Linked DNA regions of Anas platyrhynchos: region 1 is linked to region 2. Evidence: chromatin contacts called from public Hi-C data. All regions are on one chromosome and are shown on one strand. Each heading gives the region's core, a stretch centred on a gene start, on an enhancer-like site or on the middle of the called end of the contact. The rest is flanking DNA. Distances are from core to core; before and after follow the strand shown.

Region 1 (7,273 bases), core at 1,976-4,475, 49 kb before region 2:
TTGGGCACATGCCCTGCCTCTGTGTACTGAGAGCTGGAAGGGCTGCAACGGAGCTGAGCCAGCACCCATCACAGCACCAGAAAAGGATTGGGCTGTTACAGCTCTTCGCCCTTCCCAGCACCCTTTCCAAGCAGGATCAGGACCGCTTTGGGAAAGATAGAAGGGAGCACCGGGAGTTCCCGTACTCCTTCCCCACAAAAGCCAGGTGGGGCTTTACCACGAGGAGTGCCGAGAGCTCACGGATGAGCCTGCTGCTGCCCTGCACCTTGCAGCACCTCTCCTGCCCCACACTGTCCCTACAGGGGTGATTCCCCCTCCAGTGCTCCCTGGGGCTGCCTGTTTGGGTGCCAGTGCTCGGGGCAAGTCCTTCCCAGGGCTGCAAAGGGAGCCGTGGTCACAGAGGGACTGCAAAGGTGGGCAGGCAGAAATCCCACTCCCTGGCCAACCCAGGACAGCGCAAGCTGCTTCCTTGCAGCACTGCCCCCTCCGCAGCAGCTCAACCAAAACCCCCGGAGGTCAGAGCAGGTGCCTGGAACTGCGTGGGGAGGAGAAGAGCCCCCCGCATGCAGTGCCCAAGCATCCCTCCCACAGGATACCACAGCGTACCAATTTATTTCTCCTCCATCTCCCCCAAGTTTTTTTTTTTGGAAGACACCACACTTTCACTTCCTCCTCGGGTCTCCCCTTTCAAACAGCAGCTGAGAGTGAAGGCAAGGGGGGAGCCCCATTTTCCCAGCCCTGTTGCTGCTCTCCTCCAGTCCGGGGCTGTCTAAGAAGCCCTCAGCAGCACAGCCCAGCACAGCCCCTGCCCTGTCCCATCCCACAGCCTGCACCTGCCCGCTCCTGTCTGCGTGCCCCTGACAGCTCCGTGCACCCGCCGCCAAGTTTTGCAACCCGGGAACAAAATGCAAAGCCTGCTGCAAGGGGAAAAAAACCCTTAACAAACAAACAAACCTAAAGCCATCCCGCGGCCAGAGCTGTGCTTCCAGTCTGTCAGCCCTCTGCGACAAAGTAAGGAAGCCCTCCTCCCTGCCCACCTCCTCGGACTCTCTATCATTTGAGACCTGAAGCTAAACAAACTGGGCAGTTAAAAGCTTTGGCTGGAGTCTACAAAAGGTCGGTCTGTGACAGTGACAGCATCTCACCCAGCTTCCCAGTACCACATTCTTGAGCCCCACAGTCACAGTCCCACTTTCTGGGCAAAGAGTCCGTTTATTTCTATCGTTATTTCAGCAGAAACTCCTACAGCACTTGGCAGAAGATGCATTCGTTGTTTCTGGGAGTTGTTTAAACTGTCCCACGGACAGCAGTAGCTGCGGGTCAGACACAGCTGACCAGGTTACACACAGCCCTGGTCCTAAGTACCCCTTTCCGTGGGGAATTAGGCACAGGGTGCCCTCTCTGCTGGGCTGGGCAGCACTGGGAGCACAGGGCTCCTCCAGCAGCCACCCAGCCGCTCACACTCTGGCCATGAGGTAGTTCAACATCAGACACTGTCAGGAAGTTCAGTTCCTCCTGGGACGAGCTTTCTGCACAGCCTTAAAATACCACACAGTCCCCTCCGCTCCCCCCGGCTCAAGGGACCTAAATAGGTTTCCTCTGCGAGCAGCCAGCCTGCCTGAGCCTCCCCGGGGCAGCCTCCCACCTGCCTGCAGAAGGTTTGCTGAGTTTTAGTTTTCTTGCAGCCTCTGGGTTTTAGGGGTGCTTTAGATGAGGATCGATATTATTCTTGGGGGTTTTGTTTTTCCTTACAGAGGGAAAGGCTCATCTTTATAACCAGGGTGCCACACCAGAAACCATCGCGTCTCAAAGCTACCCGCTAGGCACAGTACCTTTGCAGTGCAAAAAGCCCTCGGGGTTAGGGAAGGAGCCCTCTTCGCAGAGCAGCTCGCAGGTTTTATCCGGTGCCAGGGGGTAGCCGTTGTCCTCCTCGTTGTAGTCGCTCCTGCCGTTGCTGTTTGAGTAGCCGTTGGCATACATCTTCAGGGCAGACCTGCGGAGGCACAGGAGCTCCTGGAAGGCATACCTGAAGTCCGGGCTGCGGCAGTAGATCAAAGGGTTGAAGGCAGAGTTGACGTAGCCCAGCCAGTTCAAGAGGATGTACACGTACTTGGGTATGATGTCGTCCTGGATGACATGCACGATGTTGACGATGAAGAAGGGCAGCCAGCACAGCGTGAAGGTGCCCATGATGATGCCCAGGGTCTTCAGGGCTTTGTGCTCCTTCAGGAAGAACTTGGAGGAACGGCGGTGCCCAGCTCGCCCGTTCTGGTCCTGCTCCTTGTTCTGGGTGTGAAACCTCCCCTCACTCTTGTCTATTTTCTGCAGCTGCTTCTTGGCCACCTGGAAGACCCTGGCGTACACAAATACCATGACCACGAGTGGCAGGTAGAAGGAGATGATGGAGGAAGCAATAGCGTAGGCTTGGTTGGTGAAGAAGTCACAGCACGTGTCCTTCTCATAGCAGAGGATGGCCTCGACACGGTCTGCCCGGTACCAGTGCATCTGGATGGGCAGGAAGGAGGTGAGGGCTGACACCACCCACACCACCAGGATGACCACGCGCGCCTTGCTCTTGGTCAGCAGGCTCTGATACTTGAACGGGGAGGTGATGGCGAAGTACCGGTCCACAGCAATGACGCAGAGGGTCTCGATGCTGGCTGTGACACAGAGCACGTCCAGGGATGTCCAGAACTCACACCAGAAGTTCCCAAACTTCCACATCTCCATGATGATGTGGCTGGCGCCGAAGGGCACCACGGCCAGCCCCATCACCAGGTCAGCGCAGGCCAGCGAGGTGATGAAGTAGTTGGTGACAGTCTGCAGGCGCTGAAACCGGGCGATGGCCGTGATCACCAGCACGTTACCGAAGACGATGGCCAGCACGATGAGCGACATGAGGATCCCCATGCCCACCATCCACACGTCCCTCGACACCGTGGGGTCTGCGGCGCTCTGGTTGGCGCTGCCGTTGCCACCGGGCAGCTCGGTGCCCGCCACCCCCATGACACCCCCCCCCAACGACCCACCCCTCTCCCCGGGCAGGCGGCGGGGGCTTTTCCCTAGTGCTGTGCCGCCGCGGGGCTGCTCATAGGGGACAGCAGGTGCGGGACGGGCTGGGTGCCGGGGTGCGCTGCGGTGCGGTGCTGTGCGCGCTGCGCCCCGGTGCGCTCTGCTCCCGTCCCGCCGCTCCGCGCCGCGCCCGCCCGACTGCCCCGCGCCCCTCCGGCGCCGCCGAATTTATAGCGGCCCCCGCCGTGACATCAGCCCCGCCGCAGCCAATAGCAGCCCGCGCCGCGCCTCCTCGCGCGCACCTCGCGCCCCCCCAGGTCCCCACTCCGGTCCGCCCCCGGCCCCACGCGTGTCCCCGCCGTGCGCGCGCACCCGGGGGTCCCCCGCGTGGGGCGGCCCCGAGGTGCCCCCTGCTTGTCCCGCGGCTCCTCGCGGCCCCGTGGTGGCCCCACGGTGGCCCCGCGCCGCCCCGTGGTGGCCCCACGCCCACGCGTGCTCCTTGCCGCGGGGTGGCCCTGTGCTTCCCGCCCCCACGCGCTCCCAGCCCTGTCCCCGTGCCTGACACCCACGGGTGCCACACACCACGGACGCTCCCTGCCTCGGGGTGTCCCCACACCCCCCTGCCCCACTCGTGTTCCACGCCACCCGGGGGTCCCCACACCCCACCCGTGTGCTCCCCGAGCTGGGCTGTTCCCAGGCCAAGTGGCACCAGGAGGGTCCCCACGGTGCTCTCAAAAACTTTGTCCTCAGCTGGGCACGGGGGTCTGGCCCTCCCGAGAGCCCCCACCCGCCCAGTGATGCTCTGTGCCAGGGTGGCACCAGGTCCTTCAGCCCTCCCAGCACCCAGCCCAGCACCGCAGCCCTACAACCGAGGTATTTGGGGTCACATCTGAGCGCTGGAGCTGCAGCCTGGCCCCCAAAAAACAGGGCTGGCCAAGGGCGCAGGGGCTGTGCGACTGCTGCGTGCTGTGCTCTGCCACGCCGCAGCCAGGCATGTGTTTAACCCCGGCCACCATCACAAGTATTTCCCTCCAAAGCAAACAAATTTGCTAAATAAGGACTAAGGAATCCTGCAAACTTCCTTTCAACCCAACAAGAGATAATGTTGCCACTGGAGTTTCATTTCTGCCCATCGCTCTGCGCTGAAATCTCTCCCCCTGGTGCTGCTCTCCCACAGACTCATCCTGCTGCCTGCAGGCCCTGGGGGCTCGCAGAGGTGCCAGCGGGGCCCGGGGGCTGTGCTTGGCACTGCTGCTAGCCCTGTGCCACAGAAAGGGAGAAGAGAAAGCGTCGCCTCTGCATTTACCCCCTGCTACCAGCTGCACCAGCAGCGGCTGCAGCTCAGCGCCCTGGCTGCTGCACTGGGCTAGCAGCAAGGCAGGGAGGGTGGCTGCTGCCTCTGTTAGCAATTAAGCAGTTCCTGCTGCTGAATCTTGATCAAAACGTGTCAGCCACCAGGGTCTGAAGGGGTTCCGTGAGGCTCCCTCACTTTTTTCCAGAGGAGCGCAGCGCTGCGGTGCCAAGCAGCCCTCCCTCAGCCCCGCTAGGTGTCCGTGGCTTCGCGCCGCCTCAGCCCGGGCTATTTATAGAGGAGAGCCGGGTGGAGGAGAGGAAGTTTTGTGGTTTAAGACAGAGGGGCAAACGAGGTGTTGGAATCAGGAAATAAGATGAGAGGCAGTTTCAGCAGTGCGAGCGCTCTGTCTCGGTGGGGATCTGCCTTAACTAGTGGCTTCCCACGCGCCGCTTCTGCGTCTGCACGCTCCTGAGGTTTTAAAAGTGAAGAGAGGAGAACAGAGCATCGCAGGCACCTCTTCCCACGGCAGGCAGATGCAGGCTTCAGGAAATGGGTATTCGGGGGAGCCAAGTGTTCAGGGGAACACTGATGACCGCAGCTAATTACCACGAGTTTCCACTGCCTGCTACTGAGATAAACAGGCTGTACGTTCATGCAGGAGGTACAACTGTAACCAGCTGCTGTACGCCTGTAGCTCTCCTTTGGCTTTCACGGAGTTTGCAGCAGCTGAGGGTGAGGTCTGCACACAAATGCAGGCTGGTTCAGCATCTGCTGGGTGCCCTGCCTGCACCCTGCTCCCTGCACGCAGGTCCCTGCACTCCCTCAGGGGCTAGCAGCATGCACCTTGCAGGGGATGCAAAACAAGAAACTGCTGGGAAAATGAAGGTATGGATCAGGTGTGGTGTTAGGGGAGCAGAGCAGGGAAGAAGTGGGAGGTGTGGGAGCTACATGTCGTACTCAGCTCACTGTTCAACCCTCTTTTTAAAGACCTGATCAGAAAACGCTAGCAAAAGATCCAGGCAAGCTGCTGGTAAGAACCTGGCAGGTGTGCTGGGCTCTTTCTTGTGGGTTATGCTAACTTCTGGGGATTCTCTAATGCTAAATCAAAGCTTTCAGAAAGCATTGGCTTTCTATCCTAACAGATGTGCCAATGCTCATCCTCACAAGAAGCACTGAGTCTTGAAAGGAGGAGAAGCAACTTTGGGAACTTAGTACAAAATACGCTAACTCTGGGGGAGTCGAAGCTCAGCTCTGTCCTGCACGTCCCTGGTAACAGTCCCACATCCTCTCCCAGAGCCTGCCTCAGCTCTCAGAAAGTTTCTGTGGCCCAGGATGCAGAAATCAGCAAGCCCAGCTTATATGTCAGTATTTTGTCTTTGTTGTGCTATACTCAGAGAGGCTTGAACCTCTTGTGGTTAGTGGGGTGTGGTGGAGGAAGCACAGAAAGGCCAAACTTTCTTCCTCGATTCCGCAGCTCTCTGCTTGCTTTGGGTCTTTGCTCACCTATGTGAGGTGTGTTGGGGTGCCCCCATGGCACGAGCTGATTCAAACCCCTGGCTAAGCAGCCGTGACCCACAGCAAGTGGAGTAGTGAGCACGGGTTCAAAACAGAGGCAGGAATTCACCCCACATAAAAAAAAAAAAATATAATCATCATCATGACCCAAAGCGTGGGTTGCTTTTGTGGCTCGCCTGCCTTTATTTGTGCTTTTGAGTAGTTGTTACCTTCTAGCACGTTCAAGGCTTCCTATTCAAACAGAAATAACACCAAACCTCAGCACAGAGGTCAAGAGGAGAAGAAAGTTTGCATTTCTCACACTGCCCAAAGTGCTGGGGCTCTGCCCACTACCAAATGTCTCCTTCTGGGCATCCTGGGTGGCAAAGCCAGGCCCGCCTCATTTATTTCGTGCAGCACAGCTCCACCACGGACCCCGCTGCTCTGCCATCAGGCCAATCTTTTCTCTTCTTATAATTGGCTGTGTGCTCCCTCCTTGCTAGGTGACATTTGAAGAACAGCCCGTGGGATCAATGAGAAAGGCAGGACTGGTAGGAAGAGGTAATCACTTTTATTAGCCCAACTGACATAAATTGGGAAAAAACAGCCAGGCTTTGGGGTGTGAGAGACCTTCCTCGGGACTAGCTGGGATGCTGCCCTCACCCCTCATTCCCAGATGCTTATCACAGGCAGGAATGCAGGAAGCACCCTGACAGAAAGCAGCTGCTCAGAGCAGGCCCTGGGCTTGCAAAACCACCAAAACCAGCATGCAAATAGCCCCGAGGTGTTCCTCCTCGTGTGGCTGCTGCTTACCACCAGCTCTGCCGCCGGTGACCTGGTGCCAGAGCCACCTGTGCCCAGCAGCACGGAGCAGCCAGGGGACAACTGCTGGAGAGGCTCTGCTCTGCCCAATTTTCTGCTGCATTTGTTCACACACATCTGGCTTTGGGTCTCCAGGGGGTTTTGGCTTCCTGATTCTGCTTTGGACACAGCGGCTTGGCAGGAGTCAGGGAGCTTTCAGCAGGATGGCCGTGGTGGCATCTGTGTGCTCCTGAGTTCCTTTCCTCTCCTGCTCTTCAGTCCATGAGGGGGAGCCACCTCTGATTCCCAGCTCCTGGTTACTCTCCTCTCTGTTAGTTTGGAGCAGCAGTGCGATTAGAAATGAGTGTTTCAGGGATAAAATGATTTTTTGGTTGCTGGTTTCTCTCTCAGGGCTCCCTGCAGGGGCTGGTGGAGCCCAGGCGCAGCTCCTTGCTCGATGCACAGTGAGCAGAATCACAGGGCTGCCTTTTGGGAAAAATTCCTGCTTCTTTTCTCTGGAGAAGATGCTGCCACCCCCACGGCACCCAGACACCCAGCCCTGGCACCCACCAAGGGCCGTGTCCACCTCGAATTGTGGAAGGAGGCAGCAGAGAGGCTGTTGTCCACACTGGGGTCTGCAGGACGGCATGGGTCACCTGAGGGCTCTGCCCT
Region 2 (7,050 bases), core at 3,821-6,320:
TTCTAATTGCAGAGTGTTTCTGAGGGGAAGAAAACAGTACTTCTGGCTAGAGACTGGTTCCTTTACATAAAGGCAAATATCCTGGCCTCATGTTGGCAGCATCATAGCTTGTTACTGGTGGGGTAACAGCACCCACATTGCCTGCAGAGAAAAAGATGCCCTTTCTCTGCCCCAGAGAAAAAGAGGACCAGCAATTCCTGTTGTCCAAGAGCCATAACAAAAGCACCTGCTTTTTTTGTCCCACGGATAACCGGGGCTGAGAGGATGTATTTCTATGAGTGTTTTTCAGGCCTGTTGCTGGCTTTGGCAGTGGGTTGCTGGAGCCTTGGCACTGGTTATTGACACAAGCCCAGCACCTCTGAGGGCAGGATTCATCGTTCATCCTGGGCCAAACTGCCCTGGCCTCCTGCTCTGGAGCTCGCGTTGGGCCAGGCCAACAAGTGTCCCCAACTCTTCAAAGTAGAACACTTTGTCCTAGTGAATAAAATACACACTGCTGCTGCTGCTCAACTAAATTAGGAGCCCAATTATTTTAATGGCTTTTTTTTTTTTTTTTTTTTTTTTTTTTTTTTGGAACACCAAGAACTTGCAGAACAATCATCCGGGCCAGGACGTTTTTGTTTCCTAAGCAGATTGTCAATGCTAATGACTTGCAACTTGTCAACAGGAACCAAATTCCCATGGCAAATAAAGGGAGAAATCATGGCATTTTGGCATGTTTCACCATGCTCAAATCAATCACCTCTGAAAAATAGCATTGTGGGAGAGAGACTGGTCAAATAAGATAGTTGGAAAAATAGGATTTTTTCCCTGTTTCCTTTCTCCTCTAGCCACAATGTACATAACTACCGCACTTGTATCAATTATTTAGGGAAGAGGCTCATACTCTCATGTACATAAGGTTTTGGGTCTCAGTTCCAGTGGACCAGTAATTAGGCTTCTTTTTGTCATATATTTATGATGGGTCTCTTGAGACCTCTTTATGATTTGGAAACATTTGTAGTGGAAGAAAAGATGGCCCCTATGGCTTTTCGTCATCCATATTTTTATTTTTAGGACAAAATGCAACATAATTAAATACCAAAATATCAATATGATAACATTCAGAAATACTCTTCTGCCAGTAACATGTGCATAACATAATAGTGCAGTAATGCACTGGTAGAATATGCTCACTAAGAGAATAATGTGTATTTTGGCATGTTTTCACTAGATAATTTTTGCCTAATAATTTTGTTCAGATTGTAGCCGACTTGATCCGTAAACCATGGGATGGTCAAATGGAGGCTGCACATTCTGTATCAGATAATGTGAGCATAAATTTTTCATTATTCCATCTGCTCGTTAATGTTGACAATCAAGTCGCCATCAATAAAGCAATATTTGCTGACTATTACCATCCAGGTGGTCCCTGAGATAACACAATCCATCCCTGCAATATAAACTGGCAAATAACTGGGCTATTTCCAGATACAGTTGTGTGGGCTCTAATGACAGATGCTGATTTATTTATTTTTTTAATACCGTGTGCTATATATAAAACACCAAACAATCCATGAATAATCTAAGACCTTAAATAACTTGGGTCATACATATGTATATTCATTCTACCCAGTGTTCAAATCAAAATATCACAACCTGTCAGCTTAACAATCGTTACTAAACCATTTTTTGAGTTCTTTAAGGCTTTTATTTTTCTACCAGACCTGCTAGTATGGAGTTTGTTTTGAAAAGATTGTTCTTGACAAGCTTTGAGTTTATCTCTAGTAAATATCAGATTGTTATTAGGACAGATATATATGTACCCAGTGTAACATGAATTTGCAGCCTTTCTTTCTCATACCAAAGATATATATATATGGGTTTGATACTATTCACTATGACTGTTCCAGGACTCAAAGCTGAAGTCAAATTTCAGTGAAGTTGTGACCCTCTTTACACTGCACTCCAAAGATTCCCTAGGCTATTTCTTGCTGAGCGAGTTGAAACCTCAGATTGGCAGTAGGTTTCTGTATGTTCCACTTAAGATTGTTCTGTAATTTTTTTTTACAACATAGAGTATCCCAGTATCAGTTTCCTGTCATTTTATTTAGAAAAATTCCATGGCTTCTGTTAGTAGGTAGTAAGCTCTTGAATTTTCTCTTGCCTGGAGGAAAGAAATAAACAGCTGTTACACGTTTAACTCTTCAAATTGATCCTGGATATATTTTCTTACAGACTGATGAGAAAGGTTTTCATGGATAGGAGCTGTTACACCTGCACTAGTATCACTCTCTGCATCGGATTAACAGTCCAACGTTGCTTTTGTCAATAACTGAATGTGCAGAAATAATTAACGATTCCCTGGTGTGGTGCTAAAAAGCATTCTTTGATTCTCAGGCTGCCCAGTTTGCTGACAAATGGCTACTGAAGAGGCATTTTCTTGGCAAGACTTAGGCAGCTCTGGAGGAGGCTCTGGATGCAGGAAGCAGAAAGAGATGCTGAGCCCCAGCAGCAGGAGTGGGAGACGGCTGGCTGCTGCTGGGCATGGAGATGGGAGTCCAACCCGATCCAAACAGTAGTCACTGCCAGTAGCCAGTTTTCTGTGGAGAGCATCATTAACCAAGCAAGAAATTGGGCATTCATTCCTTTGCCATGTAACAAAGCATTATTTGCTGAAGGAACCCACAGCGAGATGTTTTGCCCCTGTTTCAGACTGAAGCTAGATCTTATTTCCAGTTTAATTCCCTATAGGAATATATGTTTTTTTTCTTCTAATAACTTTGAGTTTAGCGTTGATCAAGATAACCTCCAGAAGTCCCTTCTAACTGGAGTTATTCTGTCTTTATAACCAGCCAAGATCAGTGAGGGCAGCAAACTAGAATTCAAGTAATTATTTTGTGCAGAAGACAAATTGCAGTGATATATTGCAGCAATTCCTTACCATTCAAACATCTTTCAGCATTGCTGATCAGATAAGCCAGGGAGCCGGCTTTTCTCTTGATTTTCTCAAAAGCCCCAAAGGGGACTGAGACTTTGCTGCCTTCACTGAAGTGTTTCTTCTTTGCTGCCACCTCTGTTCCTGCTTTGACTGCAATTGTTTCTTAACTGATGGAAAACTCTCTGAATGAGGTGGCATTTTTTACTGTTCTGGTATTTAATGAGACAGAGCAGTGGGAGCAGGGGAAGATCTAGCTTCCTATTCAGCCCGTATCTAATGTATTGAAAGAAAACTGGAAGAAAAAGTGCCAAGGCAGCAGCTTATCTCTCTTTATCTGCCCAGACAGAAACCCTTGAGAAATGATACCTGCTACACGAGTGAGCATCTTCATCTGTTAGATTTTTTTTTAAAAATATTTTACTAAAATGTGAGGAATGTCAGATTCAGAACATTTTTCTCAAAACAAGAGTGACAATCTCCCACTTCTGGTAGTCACGTTGCAGGCTATCGGTTTATGTCCAGGAAAAGCTCAGCCCATCATGTTCATTCCCACAATGAAACATAAAGCTAAGAGCAGCACCTCTGCTCAAGGGCCATTAGTATGCCTGGAGCATTTTGCATAGGGGAAACATGAATTATCTTTCCATAGCAAAGCTACAGCATGAATTAATGTTCCTTAATTTCCCCAGTGCAGTAATTTCACACTTGAGGGATAAAGCTTCCCTGGTGCCAGAAAGCTCCGCAGCCCAGCAGGCTGCTGGATTTATGGCAAAGCATTGCCCCCAGAAAGTCACAGTGCTGTGGGATGGTCGGTGCCACCAGCTCCTCTGTCCCTCTGTGCACAGCCCAGTGCTCTCCAGGCTCCGAGGCCATGATGTGCCATCGTTAACCACCTTACAGCCTGAGTTAATTACAACAGAGGCACAGCTCTGGGATGGGGACCTGTGGGCAAAATTCACAGCAAGAAAACTTTTTAAAGACTGTTTTGAAGAGATACTTGATGACAGAAGAAGAGAAAGATAAAGCAAGTGCCACTAAAAAAAACAAAAAAAAACAAAAAAAAAAAAACACAAAAAACACAATAATAACAAAAAATAAAAAATATACTCAAAAACATGGTTATACAACGGCACTGCCAACATCAGTTTGAAATGGGGAGTTGAAGCCAAGACGGGATCCTGTCTGGGAGAAACTGGTGTCACGGTGTGGTGTTCAGGCAGGAAGCAGCAAGGCAGGGGAGATAGCATCTCCTGAAGCCACACCTGGAGATACGCTGGGCTGTGCCACGAGACCCAGGTGCTGGCACTGCCAAGGCTGTGATATCATGTGCGGTGTCACCAGCCACACCCTGGAAGAATGTAGGTCTTTTATTCAACGCTTTTTGGCAGAAGAAAGAGAAAAGCCGCTGTCTGTCATCAGGGCTGTGTCAGGCTGAAGGTATGGGCTCAAGTGAACATCAGCTTCTTTAACGCTGAGACAGGCAGTACAAAACAACAGGCCTGTCATCCATGTATTAATTTATTTCTCCATCCTTCTTGTATGTGAAAAAAAAATATATATATATGTTTGTAGTACCACTCTGCCACATGCATTTCTGTGAGCTAAATCTCCTGGCTGGGTTCAGATGCAGCTGGGCTTGTGCTGGGGGAGAAGAGGGAGGGAGGAGATGCCGAGGAAGTTTTCTACCATGTACGATCGCCAACGGCACTAACTCTTTCAGGCTTGTAAGTAGCCACACACATACACACAGCTGTGCTCAGCAGGACACACAGTGTTCAAGGTGAAGAAACTCCCACTCCTACCAAGGATTCCTGTACCTCATCCTCCCAGGGACAGGATAGTGGGGACGGTGGATGGGACGGACCCGTAGCCAAAGCCAGGATAACCATACCTTGCATCCAGTCCCTGCCTGCCCTGCCCTGATCAGTTGTCTCTCTCCTGTCTTGATCTTTCTGCTCCTTTCCCCTTGCCTTGCTTTCTCATCTACTCTGAGGAAGATGGGAAGAAAGCCACAGACACAAACGAGGTCGCAGCAGTCAGAGCTGGATTAGCTGTTCCCAGCCCACAGCACAAGTCCCACCTGGGACCAGAGGCTTGGCAGAGGCACTGGGGTTTCACTGCTGAGTGCAGGGGCTTCGTCCTCCCAAAAGTCAGCCCCAGTCTGCAGAAGGTCTGACCTCTGTTCATCGCGTTTTCTCAGCTGCTTCTCTGCTTCCTCCTTTGTGCTGGTTGCTGGCTTGCCAGTAAAACAGTTCATCAGCAAGGAATTTTTTATCCTTTCTATTTACAGCCCAGGAAGAGAGCACTTTAATGGCCTTTCCAACAGCAGAGAGAGAGACAGAATCTATCTTGGACAGACATCAAATGGATGCCAGCCTGGTTTAGGCTAATAAAGAGCATCATTGAGCTAATGAGATTAAGGCTGACTTGTTTATGCTGTCCCTGCTGGAAACGGTGCTCCAGGATAGCGGCTGTGATGTTCCTGGGACCTGGGGAATTACAGAGGAATTTCTGCGTGGCCCAGAAGGCATTGACCCAATTCCTCTGCCCTCCCACGCCCAGCAGTTTGCAGGTTCATTGGGAAAGATCAAGGTAATGAACTATTCCCTCCTAATTTTCCCATCCCTAGATAGAAAGAAGCAGAAATCCTCGGGCCAGTGATGAGACACCACATTCATCTTGTCCCTGGAGAAACCTCTTAGCATGTTCCCTAGGGTGGGGGCTGAAACTATGAGCTGGTGGGGAGGAAGAAGAGGACAGGGCATAGGTGAGAGGGACTGGTTGTCCACCTTTGCTGTCTATTGCCAGTAACATCCACTCACCATATCTACCTGCAAGTTATCCACAAGGAAGGTAGGAGATTCTCTGAACCCTTCTGCTGCATCACCAGCTGCAAGTAATTAAAACATCCCATAAATTAAAAATCCCAACAGTCAAATGAAGTCATGCCTGAGTCCAAATCTGAAGCAGCGGAAAGGACTCGTTTTTTCCAAGCTCTCTGTGAAATTGTTCTCAAACCCACTCCAGCAATCTAGGAAAAAGGAAAGTACTCCTCTGGGAAATGTTTTGGGAGTGTGACTGCCCACTGGGAGGAAGCACAGGCGTGGTGGCTGTGTTTTTGGGGATGCTGGCAGAGCAGACACCCCAGACACCATGGGGAGAGAGCTGAGGTGCTGCCCTGCAGCTGGGCACTGCTTGTGGCTCAGGATCTGGGGCATGGCTGCTCAGCCTGCTGGCACCATACCCTGAGCTAGACGGGGAGGTTGCCCCCTCTGCCTGCCCCCACCCACAGCACGTCCCCCTGCCCGGCCCAGGCACCAACAGGGATGTTGTGGGGGTCCTTGTGGGGCTGCTGTCCCCAGGCAGTGTCCTGCAGCTCCTGGACTAGCAGGGACAGGGGGATGGGATGGGATGGGATGGGATGGGATGGGATGGGATGGGATGGGATGGGATGGGATGGGATGGGATGGGATGGGATGGGTGCCGCTGGCTTGGCAGGTGACCACAGGAAGCATTGTGCTACTGAGCTCATTTCCACCAGGACCAAGGGTTCATGAAGGGTAAAAATAACTCTGGAAAAACAGAGCCAAAGCCCAGGCGTGGAGTCTCTCAGTTGCTCAGGCTGATTCTCCATCTGCCCAAGCCAGCCCTGGATCCATCCTGTTCCACCCTGCCTGCACAGCCCCATGCTTTGTTAGCACCCACAAGCACAATGATATTACCAGGACCAGAGGAACCATCCTCAGCACATCAGACGAACCATACAGCCCTGCTCTAGCCCGATTCCTAAAGAGCAGTCTTTGCTATTTTTAAATAACAAATGTTGTGTTACTCTTTTGGGAAATGTGGAATTTGACTCCGAAGAACAAGAGAAATGTTTCCAAACAAAATGCTCTGCCCTGGTGCTATTCCTCTGGAGAGCCTTTGGATGTTTCTTACAGTCTTACTGTTTGAATAAGGAACTTGTCCAGCTCATTTGCAAATGTCTTGTGCTGCAAATAGAGCTGCAAGAACAGCTGAATTTTCAGTTTTGTTGGTGAATCAAAAAAAAAAAAAAAAAAAAAAAAAGAGAGAAAAATATATTAGCTCAGTCTGAACAGAACTGCATTTTCCCCTAAGTTGCTTTATAG

What was found. A called contact is a pair of places that touch in the nucleus more often than the background predicts.
Region 1: a Hi-C map of subcutaneous adipose tissue shows a contact between it and region 2, with 1.7 times the contacts expected there. The contact joins the promoter of LOC101800857 here to the enhancer-like site in region 2. A contact is called at or near these places in 2 of 8 Hi-C or Micro-C datasets (skeletal muscle and subcutaneous adipose tissue).

The regions. Positions count from the first base shown.
Region 1 is chr14:11,385,657-11,392,929 of IASCAAS_PekinDuck_T2T, reverse strand. It overlaps LOC101800857 (beta-2 adrenergic receptor), which reads right to left and starts at 3,225. Exons shown (of 2, transcript XR_005269342.2): 1 at 1-3,225.
Region 2 is chr14:11,338,576-11,345,625 of IASCAAS_PekinDuck_T2T, reverse strand. LOC106017492 (a long non-coding RNA gene) reads left to right here. Exons shown (of 4, transcript XR_011803398.1): 4 at 13-2,060. Among named protein-coding and RNA genes, the nearest start is that of UBTD2, 64 kb to the right of the region's middle. Within about 2 kb of position 5,070, at least 1 of the 8 cell types and tissues checked has an H3K27ac peak or open chromatin away from gene starts, as enhancers often do. A contact at or near this core is called in subcutaneous adipose tissue, where this site is marked.